Linked DNA regions of Sus scrofa: region 2 is linked to region 1. A link is a contact called in public Hi-C data. All regions are on one chromosome and are shown on one strand. Each heading gives the region's core, a stretch centred on a gene start, on an enhancer-like site or on the middle of the called end of the contact. The rest is flanking DNA. Distances are from core to core; before and after follow the strand shown. Region 1 holds the start of TSEN54 (tRNA-splicing endonuclease subunit Sen54). Region 2 holds the start of TMEM94 (transmembrane protein 94).

What was found. Hi-C and Micro-C count contacts between places; a contact is called where the count stands out from the background.
Region 2: a Hi-C map of liver shows a contact between it and region 1, with 5 times the contacts expected there. The contact joins the promoter of TMEM94 here to the promoter of TSEN54 in region 1. A contact is called at or near these places in 13 of 47 Hi-C or Micro-C datasets (embryonic fibroblasts, fetal heart ventricle, heart right ventricle and 6 more) and 2 of 2 datasets of contacts at active chromatin or transcription factors (alveolar macrophages and skeletal muscle).

The regions. Positions count from the first base shown.
Region 1 is chr12:5,853,606-5,858,658 of Sscrofa11.1, forward strand. It overlaps TSEN54 (tRNA-splicing endonuclease subunit Sen54), which reads right to left and starts at 2,186. Exons shown (of 12, transcript XM_021066651.1): 1 at 2,098-2,186; 2 at 1,356-1,978; 3 at 855-1,019; 4 at 694-757; 5 at 526-609; 6 at 102-200. The coding sequence starts at 591. CASKIN2 (caskin-2) reads left to right here and starts at 2,269. Exons shown (of 20, transcript XM_021066645.1): 1 at 2,269-2,495; 2 at 3,639-4,184. The coding sequence starts at 4,091.
Region 2 is chr12:5,903,685-5,908,737 of Sscrofa11.1, forward strand. TMEM94 (transmembrane protein 94) reads right to left here and starts at 2,105. Exons shown (of 32, transcript XM_021066635.1): 1 at 1,564-2,105.

The DNA.
Region 1 (5,053 bases), core at 936-3,435:
CCTCAGTACATGGCCCTGTGCCTAGCCCCTTGTCAGTACTCATAAGCACTTGTTAGCTGAGTAGGTGGGTGGCTCCTCTCCGGGGAGAGAATGACAGATACCTGGTACTGCAGGAAAGTCACAGTGTCCTCAGTCAGCAGCAGCTGGTAGGCCTCCTGGATAGACAGTGGCAGGTCTTCGTGGAAGAGCTGGATGGAACCCTGGAAGTGGGGCCAACAGCCCGGCTTGTGAATCCTCCCTGCAGTGGCACAGCCAATGGGGCGACTTCCTGGCTTGCTATACCCCCCCCACCCCCCATCGCAGCGAGAATATGGCCAACCAGGAAGACAGGGGGTCGGGGAGGGAGGCAGCACTCAGAATTAGGCTGGAATCCCTGCTCCCCGCGTGGTACTCTTGTCTCCTGCTCTGGAAATCAGGTTACAAGCTCCCAGAATGCTCAGATGATATACTTTTCTTCCAATAAAAACATGGCCTTCCCGTTCCTTGGTCCCGAGCCCTTTGCCGCGCTCCCAGGGCCCCACTCACACACTCCAGCAGATACAAGGCCTCTTCTGGGTGAAGCCGCTGCCGTCCCTGCTCTGAGAAGCCCATAGTCTGCCAGAATTTACCCTGCGTGGGACCCAGAGCAAATGTCACAAAGGAGCCGGGAGGGCAGGGAGGGCGGGCTCCCTGTCTCAAAGGCCCACGGCTCACCGCAGGAGACTTCAGCTCCACGAAGCCTTCTTCCGGTCTCCACTCGGCGGCCACCAAACTGCCCCTGGCAAGGAGTGGGGAGGGGGCCGTCTCAATCTGCGGGCTTAGTCGACCCGGTCCGTCCGCCCGGCTCCGCCCCCGGCCCGGCCCGCCCCCCTCACAGGCGCTCCACGCGCTCCTCCGCCAGCAGCTGCCAGAGCTCCTCGCGGCACAAGCGCAGCCGCTCAGCCTGGGCCGCCGAGCCGTCGGGAAGGAAGTCCTTGGGGCCATGCGAGCGCTGGGGCAGCTTCTGGGGCCGCGAGCGGGCGGCGAAGAGCTCCGGCACACTGGGGAAAGCAAGAAGGGACGCGGGGTTAGCGCCACGCAGTCGGGACCGCTCGGCCCTGGCCGGGATCCCCGTCCTGGGTGCCCATCTCCTTCCCTGCGCCCACCCTGCGGTCCCGGCGCCTCCCCCGGGCCGGGCCGCGCCGCGCCGCACCTGAGCACGCGCCCGGGAGGAACCTCCACCTCGGCGGACCCAGGTTCGGGCTCCATCGGGCCGCCGTCTGCAGCTGCGCGCGCGCGCGCGCGCGCCGCCCATGCCCCGCCCACCGCCGGAACTCCGCGCGGCCCTAGCGCCCGCCAATCCGACCTCTGCTCCTCCGCGCTCCAGATCAACCCACCTGCTTTCCACCTTCCTGGTGTCCTGGGTCCTAGCGCCTGCCAACAGACATGGGGCTCGATTCCGGAGGCGGAGAGCTTGCAGGTTTCTGGATTTGTTAGGACCATCTCTCCGATCCCCAGCCCTCCTCTGGGCTCCTCTCTAGTAAAACTTGCGGAGCCTGACGTTTGAAAGTGTGCTATGAAGAGTCAAATTCATGATCTTCCCCTCCGCAGCCCTGAGCTGCTTAGTCCCCATCACCCATTGGGACAGGGAGGGAAGAAGAGGGGTGTAGAGATGGGCGAGTGCTAGGTTCCCGAATTCCAGCTTCACAAACTGGAGGCCGCCGAGGGCTGTCAGATGCGATCTAGGGAGGTTCGGTGTTCCTTCAGGGTCTTCCGTTGGGTCTCTTCCTAAGGGCTCGGAAACTATGTTTTCAGGGCCGGGGGCGGGAGGCCGCTGTCCGACCCACGATGGTGCTGAAGCGCCACCATAGATGGTCATAGGCACCTCCTCGAAGCTGGGGTCCCCGCCGCCGCCACCACGGGCCGCTCCGACACGGGCCGCTAGGTGGCACCATTGCTCCAACCAGCGGTTGTTGGTCTGCTATTCTGGCCTCGCGGGCAGAGGTCGCCGCGGCGGTCCCTGGAGGGGCGAGGGGCAAAAGGGAAGGGGGATTTCCCAAGTGAGATTCCTGGGTCTCGGTTCCCAGACCCCTTCGCATCATGTCTTCCCTCCCGCCCGTCACAAACAGGGCACCTCACCCTTCAGTCTGAACCCTAGAGCCCCAGATCGCCCCTGCTCCAACAGCCGGGACGCAGCGTACTCTCGTCCCCACCCCCGCCGCTTCACCTGGGCGCATGCGCTGAGCGAGGCAGTGTCCAAGGTCCGGACCCGAGTGATGGGGGCGGGGCCTGGGCGGCTCGGGGCGGGGCCCCAGGCACTGACTGACAGCCCGACTGCGCGGCCGGGACGATCCCTCCGCTCCCGATCCGGCGGGAGGGAAGGGGGAGGGGCGGGATTTCCTGCGGGAGGCGCCGAGCCGGCCTTGGAAAAGGAGGAGAAGAAGGAGAAAAGGGGTAAGGGGGGCAGTGGGAGCCGCCGTCCGGAGTGCCAGGGACCGAGCGGGACCAGCCGGACCCCCAGCGGGGCGGCTGGAGAGGTGAGACGGCGGGGTCTGAGCTGGGGGTCAGCACCCTTGAGGGCGGGTACAAACTAACTTTTCCTGCGGGATCGGCGGGCGCCTACATCTGTCGGCTCCTTCTGTCCTTTTCGCGCCCCTATCCCGTCCTCCCGCATCAATCCCTCCGGCACTTGGCCCTCCCGGTCCCTCCCGCCGCTTTGTTCCCCGGTCGGCTGGAGCTGGGCTGGGTTGGGGGGGTTGCGCGGCGCTGGACTGGCATTCCGGGGGGCGGGGGAGCCAGCCCGACCCCAGGCACTGCCAGGGGCGCCCTCCCCCAATGTCGGCCTCGGGCCTTGAGCTGGAGTGCCCTCTGGGTTGGGCTTGGGACATTTTGGGAGGAAGGGCGACCCCAGCTAGGGCCCCAGGCCTGCACGGGGCTCATGCCACAGGACTTGGGCAGCAAATTCATGGCCACTGAGGAACTGACGTAAGCTTTTCTAAAGTGAAGTCGGGGCTCTGGGCCACAGATTCAGGCTTGGGGGGGGCCAGGCAGCCTCATTTACCAGCGGTGCCCCAGCTCTTATCTCTGTTCTCTGCCCAGCTGCTTCCCCATCCCGCGCAAGGGTCAGCAACAGGTGCCGGAAAGCCTCCCTGTCCTGCAGGCAGACCCTCGGCCAGAGATGGAGAGCCGTAGCTCCCACTCCACCCTCTAGATTCATGAAGAGCCCTGGGGCAAGGGCATCCAGCTATTACAGCAAAGCTTAGAGAGGGAGGGGTCTGGGGGCAGGCGCCTTCCACAGGGAGTGACCACGGGCCGGGCTGCCTGCGCCTGACCTTCTGCCAGGCCCCACCTTCTGGCCCACCAGTTGTCTGTGGGTGTCAGTGCCCGGGGCTGTGGAGAACAGGCTGCTGGCCCCGCCTACCCCAATGTGTCGTGCTGCCAGGGCCCCTCCTGCCCCAGGTTGAGGTGCTGCCAGGTGCCCTGGGGCCTCAGTGACTCAACCTCCCCCTCCCAGGACCCCTTCCCCCCACCAAGTGCTGCTCTCAGGCGTGGTGGCTCCCTCCCCTCTTTGAGTGGCTCAGCCCCTCCCTTGACTCACAAGGGCAGCCAGGATGATTTGGGGGGTCCCTGGAGGCCCTGTCCGGTTCTTTCTCTGAGCCCTGCTTCTGGGACCCTTTCAGGCTCTGGCCCAGCCTTCAGCGGACCACACCTTTTCCAGACCCCTGACACCTGTCCACCGCCGCCGCTGCTGCCGCCGCTGCCCAAGGCCCGAGGGAATGCAGGCTGCCCTCTGGGTGGGCACTGGTGCTCCTGAGCCACTTTGGGAAGATTGGCGTTCCCAGTCCTGGCCCATCCCTGGGCTGTCGGAAGCTGCAAGCTGATATCCGTCCAGATTTCCACACAGCCTCCACCCCCTCAGAGATCAGCTTTCCGGCCTGTGGTGGCAGCTCACGAAGCACCTTGAGGGAGTAGCTGTCAGCGCCTGACAAGAAGCCCCCAGCCTGGGACACCAGACACCCTCCCCCCCGGACACCTGGTCCTCCCAAGGGCCCAGGGATGGCACCCTGACGCCTCGACTTAGATCAGCTTCCTGCTTCTGCCCTGGAACCCTGATCCCAGCCCAGGGACCAGGATGGGTCGTGAACAGGACCTAATCCTCGCTGTCAAGAATGGAGATGTGACTGGTGTGCAGAAACTGGTGGCTAAGGTCAAGGCTGCAAAGACGAGTGAGTACCTGGTGGGGTAACTGCCCAGGGAGACCCTCCCCTGAGTGCCAGGCCATAGGGAGGCCTCACCCTGACCTGGGGGCTTGGCGGGGGAGGACTGCCTTTTTCCATACAAGGAGCGCCTCTGTGTGGGAGAGCCAGAGAGGAAGTTGGGTCCCCTTGCTGTGTGTCCTTAGGCAAATCATTTAACCTCTCTGGGCCTCAAGTGCCTTGTCGGTGAAGTAGGAGGATTGAAGTATGTTCATTCTCATTTTTTTGAGTATCTATTGTGTACCAGGCTCTGAGCACGAGCCACATGAGCCACAGCGGTGAATGAAACAAACCTAAACTCCTACCCTCGTAGAGGTGCCTTTAGCAGGTGGTTTGTCCAGCATGTTCTTTGGAGCTGTGGGGTTTCTGGCAGTGGGTTAGGAAGGACTGACTGCAGAGAGCTCCGCCCCCACCCCCAGTTCACCCAGAGCATCTCTGCATCTTTGTCAGCTTAATGGAGATATCAGTATGATAGCTTTTTTCTTTTCTTTTCTTTCTTTTGTTCTTTTTTTTTTTTTTTTTTTTTTTTTTGTCTTTTTTGCCTTTTCTAGAGCTGCTCTCTCGGCACATGGAGATTCCCAGGCTAGGGGTCAAATCAGAGCTGTAGCCACTGGCCTATGCCACAGCCACAGCAACGTGGGACCTGAGCCGCGTCTGCGACCCACACCACAGCTCACGGCAACGCCGGATCCTTAACCCACTGAGCAAGGTCAGGGATCGAACCCACAACGTCATGGTTCCTAGTCGGATTCGTTAACCATTGTGCCACGTTGGGAACTCCCGTATGATAGCTTTTTAAAAGAGAACTCTTCTTAAAACAAAGTTCAACATCAAGTGCC
Region 2 (5,053 bases), core at 855-3,354, 50 kb after region 1:
GGGTTTAATCTCTGGCCTGGGAACTGAGATCCCACATCAAGCCCCTGCACACCCCAGCCAAAACAAACAAACAAACAAACAAACACAAAAACAGAAACAGAAACAAACCTAGTTAAGTGCCAGACCATATACACCACCTCATTTTTTTTGGGGGGGGGAGCTTTTTAGGGTCGCACCCGTGGCATATGGAGGTTCACAGGCTAGGGGTCAATTGGAGCTGCAGCTGCCGGCCTATACCACAGCCACAAAAACGTAGGATCTGAGCTGCGTCTGCGACCTACACCATAGCTCATGGCAACGCTGGATCCTTAACCTATTGAGCAAGGGATCAAACCCGCAACCTCATGGTTCCTAGTTGGATTCATTTCCTGTACCACCTCATTTTAACGCTCACAGCCACCCTGTAAGAAGCTGAGAGAAGTCAGGGAACTTGATTGTCTTAAATTCCACCAAGGAAACAACCAGCTCTGGCGGATAAAGAACTCAAGAATTCTGAACTTCAGAATTCCAGTCCTGGCCCCTGGTGGCCCTGGCCCTTTGTAACTCTCCCAACAGTTATTAGGTTCCACATCTGTAACAGAGAAAATGTTAAAATTCCCTCCCGATGCCCATCTTCTAAGACTATGCAGGGTCAACTGAACTGTCACCGCCGCTGAAACGAGTGTCTTGGATAAAGCATGAGAAAATGATCATCGTCCCCCCGGCACAAAAATCACATAGTAGAAGGAAAACAGATTCAAGGCAGAGCTCCCTCTTACTTTTCCCCAAGAGCCACACACGAAAAAGAGGGTGGGATGTAGCAACACGTGACCAAACCCATGCCCGCGCCAAAGCAGCCCGTGGTCACACACCAATGAAAGAGCAGGGTTTCCCTCGCTGCTGGCATTGGCAGGGACTCGTACCACCGCTCGCGAGGGATTCTAAGAACAGGACTTCAGCGGTGAGCAGCAGAGGAACAGAGCACCGCACAGAGATCAGTTTATGGGGTGGCAAACAATATTCCCCTGGTTGCTTCGAATGAGTCTTTAAACATTCTGGAAAGGCGGAAGAGGGCGTAAAAAAAGGCAGGGCACGCTCCAAACTGCTGAAGGTTGAAAAGCCCCTCCGGCTCCATCCACCTGGACACAGGGGACACGATCAGCACAAGGGCCCGGGCGGCAGAGGAGAGCGCGCGCAGGGGGAACAACCGTCGGAACTGGGGCCAGGATGGGGACTCCCGGAGATCTATAAATACACTGGACACCAGCGTCGGAAGCCCTCTGGGCCAGGGCCCAGCCACAGCAATCCTGGGGCAGGGAGTCTTTGTTGGCGGGAGGCTTCGATGTCTGACGCAGGACCCCCAAGGGGCCAAGCCAGGGCCGAGGGTAGGTGTGAGTATCTGGGGAAAGGAAATGGCCAAGAGTTGGAGGCAACGGCCTCCACCTAAGGGATCCCCTGAGGCCATTCCCTGGGTGCAGACCCCAGACTCCCCTCCGCTAAGCCAAGAATCCGGAAGCTGCGGAAGCCAAGCCCCACGCCCCTTTGCTCTCCGTGCTTCAGGGCCACGGGTCTTCACGTACTTACCAGGGCCCGGGGTGTCCTTCTTCGCCTGCGTCCTCTCCCCTCCCTGCCCCCTCCTCACTTCACATCCCCTCCTCCAAGGACTGCAGCCATGCCCGTTACTGGCAACTCCTAGGGGTCGGCTTTCCTTCTCAGACAACAGAGACGCCGGTCGCAAGCTAAAGTCCTGGATCCTGATTGGTCTAAATCAGAGACGGGCGGGGAGTTCTGGCTTCTTATTGGTTAGGAGGAGTGCTCGGCTGTAGCTGCATCCGCCCCTCTGAGAGCCGGGCGGAATTAAGTGCCAAGAGATGCCGGCGTGAGAGCGCGCTGCCACTATCCATCCTTGTGCGTTGCGCTCGGCCGTCTTCTGATCCGGAGATTCTACCAGAGGCGAAGGCGCGACTTTCCTCTCGATTAGTTTTCCCTCGGAGTTATCCTAAAAAGGTCGACTAGACCTCCTGCCCCCCGCCTTTCTTTCTTTTTAAAATAGGCCCTTTGCAGAGCTCCTGTGTCTCCTACTTTTAAGCTCCCTCCTCGTTGCTGGGTACAAATCCTTAGAGACACCTTGCTCAGAGACCTTGGAGGGAGTCCCTCAGGGACGAATACTGCTTCCAAACCAAAGCTGGAGAATCTAAGACAGTACTGCAGTTTTCTCCTCAGCTCGGCCGAACTCCAAAGGGAAAACAAGTTAAAAATTTTTTTCTAGATAATTAGAGAAATCGCCTGAGAGACCTCTCTTGGGAAAACAAAGCAACCCTGTGTCAGTATTTACTTCTGTTTTCCCAGAGATCTAAGTCTGGAGAGTTGGGGTTTTTGTTTTTTGTCTTTTAGTCTGTTTATAAAATTGGAAGAAGGTCATGGCTGGCCCTGGGAAGCAAAAGCCCCTTCCCCCTTTTAGTAATGAGTTTATGTAATTATAATCTCTCTTTCTTCTCAGCTGGACAAGAAGTTGCCATGTCGGGTACCTAATCTTCTGTTTGAACTGTTTACCAGTTGTCTAAGACTGGTAGAATCACGTCACTTTCCTGCATACAGAAATTTGCAGTTTATCTTAGCCAAAAGAAAAATTCACATCGCTCTACCGGAAATGCAAAGTCCCTCATAGGTTGTCCCAGACATGCATTTCTCAGCTTAACTCCCCACAACCCAAACTACAGAGATTTACCATCATTTCGTAAATACCTCTGGGACCCTCCCACCATTGCTCCTTTGCCCAAGAGGCTCCCTGTGCTTTGAAGGCTCTTTCTTACCGATAAAGCCAATGTTCAAATACACGCCCATGCTAAAGGCCTACCTCAAACAAGACCTCCCCTAAAGCCTTCCCTGACTTTGAGTCACTGAAATTCTCCCTACAGCACTGTACTTTTTTGTGTGTCTCCATTGCTGACTTTACAAAGTAAATATGCTTTCCACAGGACTGTTTCTGTAAGCGTTTAAACTCCTAAAGGCAGCGGGCTTATCCTGGCAGACCCCACAGCTCCTTGCTTGGAGCCTGGTACCCCGTAAATGTTTGCTGAACTGAACTAGTCAATTTCCTGTACCTTATGTCTTTTCACATCATCCCAAAAGGTTTATATGACTGCGTTCGGAAGGTTATTATTATTGTTGTTGTTGTCTTTTTAGGGCTGCACTCACGGCATATGGAGGTTCCTAGGCTGTGGGTTGAATCGGAGCAGTAGCTGCTGGCCTGCACCACAACCACAGCAACGCTGGATCCAAGCTGCGTCTGCGACCTGCACCACAGCTCACAGCAATGCCAGATCCTTAACCCACTGAGTAAGGCCAGGGATTGAACCTGTGTCCTCATGGATACTAGTCAGGTTCGTTAACCATTGAGCCACGGTGGGAACGCCTGCATTTGGAAGGTTGGCAGATGTAATGTAATCATCCTGCCCTGCTCCACGTTCTACCCATCTGGTCTCCTCTGGCCATACTTGTTTCTTTTTTTTTTTTTCCCCAGTGGTTCCTGTGGCATATGGAAGTCCCCAGGCCAGGGGTTGAACCCGCACCACAGCAGCAACCCAAGCTGTTGTGGAGATAATGGTAGGTCCTTAACCCACTGCGCCACAAGGAAACTCCCATCCTTGTTTCTTTTTCCTTTTTTTTTTTTTTTTTTTTTTTGGCCACGCCTGTGGCATGGGAAAGGTCCCAGGACAGGCATTGAATCCGCGCCACAGCAACGACCTGAGCCACAGCAATAACACCAGATCCCTAACCCATTGACCCACCAGGGAACTCCTGGCCATACTTGTTTCTCTGTTTCATTGGGTTTTATGAATATTAACCAACAAATTTAAACTAAGTGCCTACCAGTTTCAGGGGTTGTGTCCTTCTCCTACTAACCATCCCCTCTGTCAGTGCCCCCACCCAGCCAAAAGTAAAACTTCGCCTAAGAAGCCCTGGATCCAGAACATACCCATACACCCACTCTAAACTCACCCTGGCTGGACTTTTTGTGGCTCTGAGGTCCCTACGTCTGTGTCTTGTTGGTTGTCTAGCAACCCCAGGCAGCTGCGTAATCCTTCTTCTGGAGCTTTCCCTGTCTCTCTGCCAAAATGACCTTGATGAGAAAACCAGGGCCTTCCAGGGGGGATGTCCCAGCCACTTCATCTATTTCCCTTTCAACATTCCTCCAAGGGAGAGCTACTTCCTTTCCCCATCCGTATGCTCGTCCTTTCCCTGACCCCAGCCTATTTCCTGTCTCTAGGCTCAGCTTATGCTCTTCGCTGTGCCTGAAATGCCCTTTTGCTTTCGTTCTAACGCCCCATCATCCATGAAGTTCAGGTTGGCTTGTCCCTGCTCTGTTTTCTCATAATTCCCTGTAGATGACTCCATCATCTCCACACGGACCACACTGTTTGACGTCTTGGACAGGAAAATATATTAATAATGCATTCGTACCCCAGCGCTCTCTCTCTCTCCCCACTGCCTGATAACGACGGATTCTGTCCGTGCCTGTTAGGTTGCCAGATCATTGCACAGTTATCAGAATAATAGGGGAAAGGTAGGGCAGAGAAGGGCGAGCCTTGAGTGGTTTGGTTTACTCTGGGTGGGAGGCAGAGTGATGGGTGGCTGAGAGCAGATGGATTTGAAAAGAGGGCAGGAGCAAATGAAGAGAGAAGAGCTGGAACAGTGTGAATTAGGGAAGAGTCGGAGGAAGGTTGGAGAGAGGAAAGAGAAGCTTTAGGGCAGAGTGAGAAAGGCCTTAGGTGAGTAGGTGGAATACCTTTCCCCTATCAGTCAGATACTGTACAATGACCTGGGAATCTAACAGGTAAAGACAGAATCCCCCTTAGCAGACAGGAGGAGGGAAAGGATTTTAAGGTTTCTTGTAAATCATTTTTGTAATTCCCCCTTAGACACTTTTTTCAAGAGACTGCAGTAAGATTGGAAGTGGCTTTGCAATTATTTTTGTGGGTTTTTTTGGCAATTATTTTTGGATGCCAATTATCATTTATTACTATATAATTCTCTCCAGAGACTGGACATAGCCACCACTAGGCTTTATGTT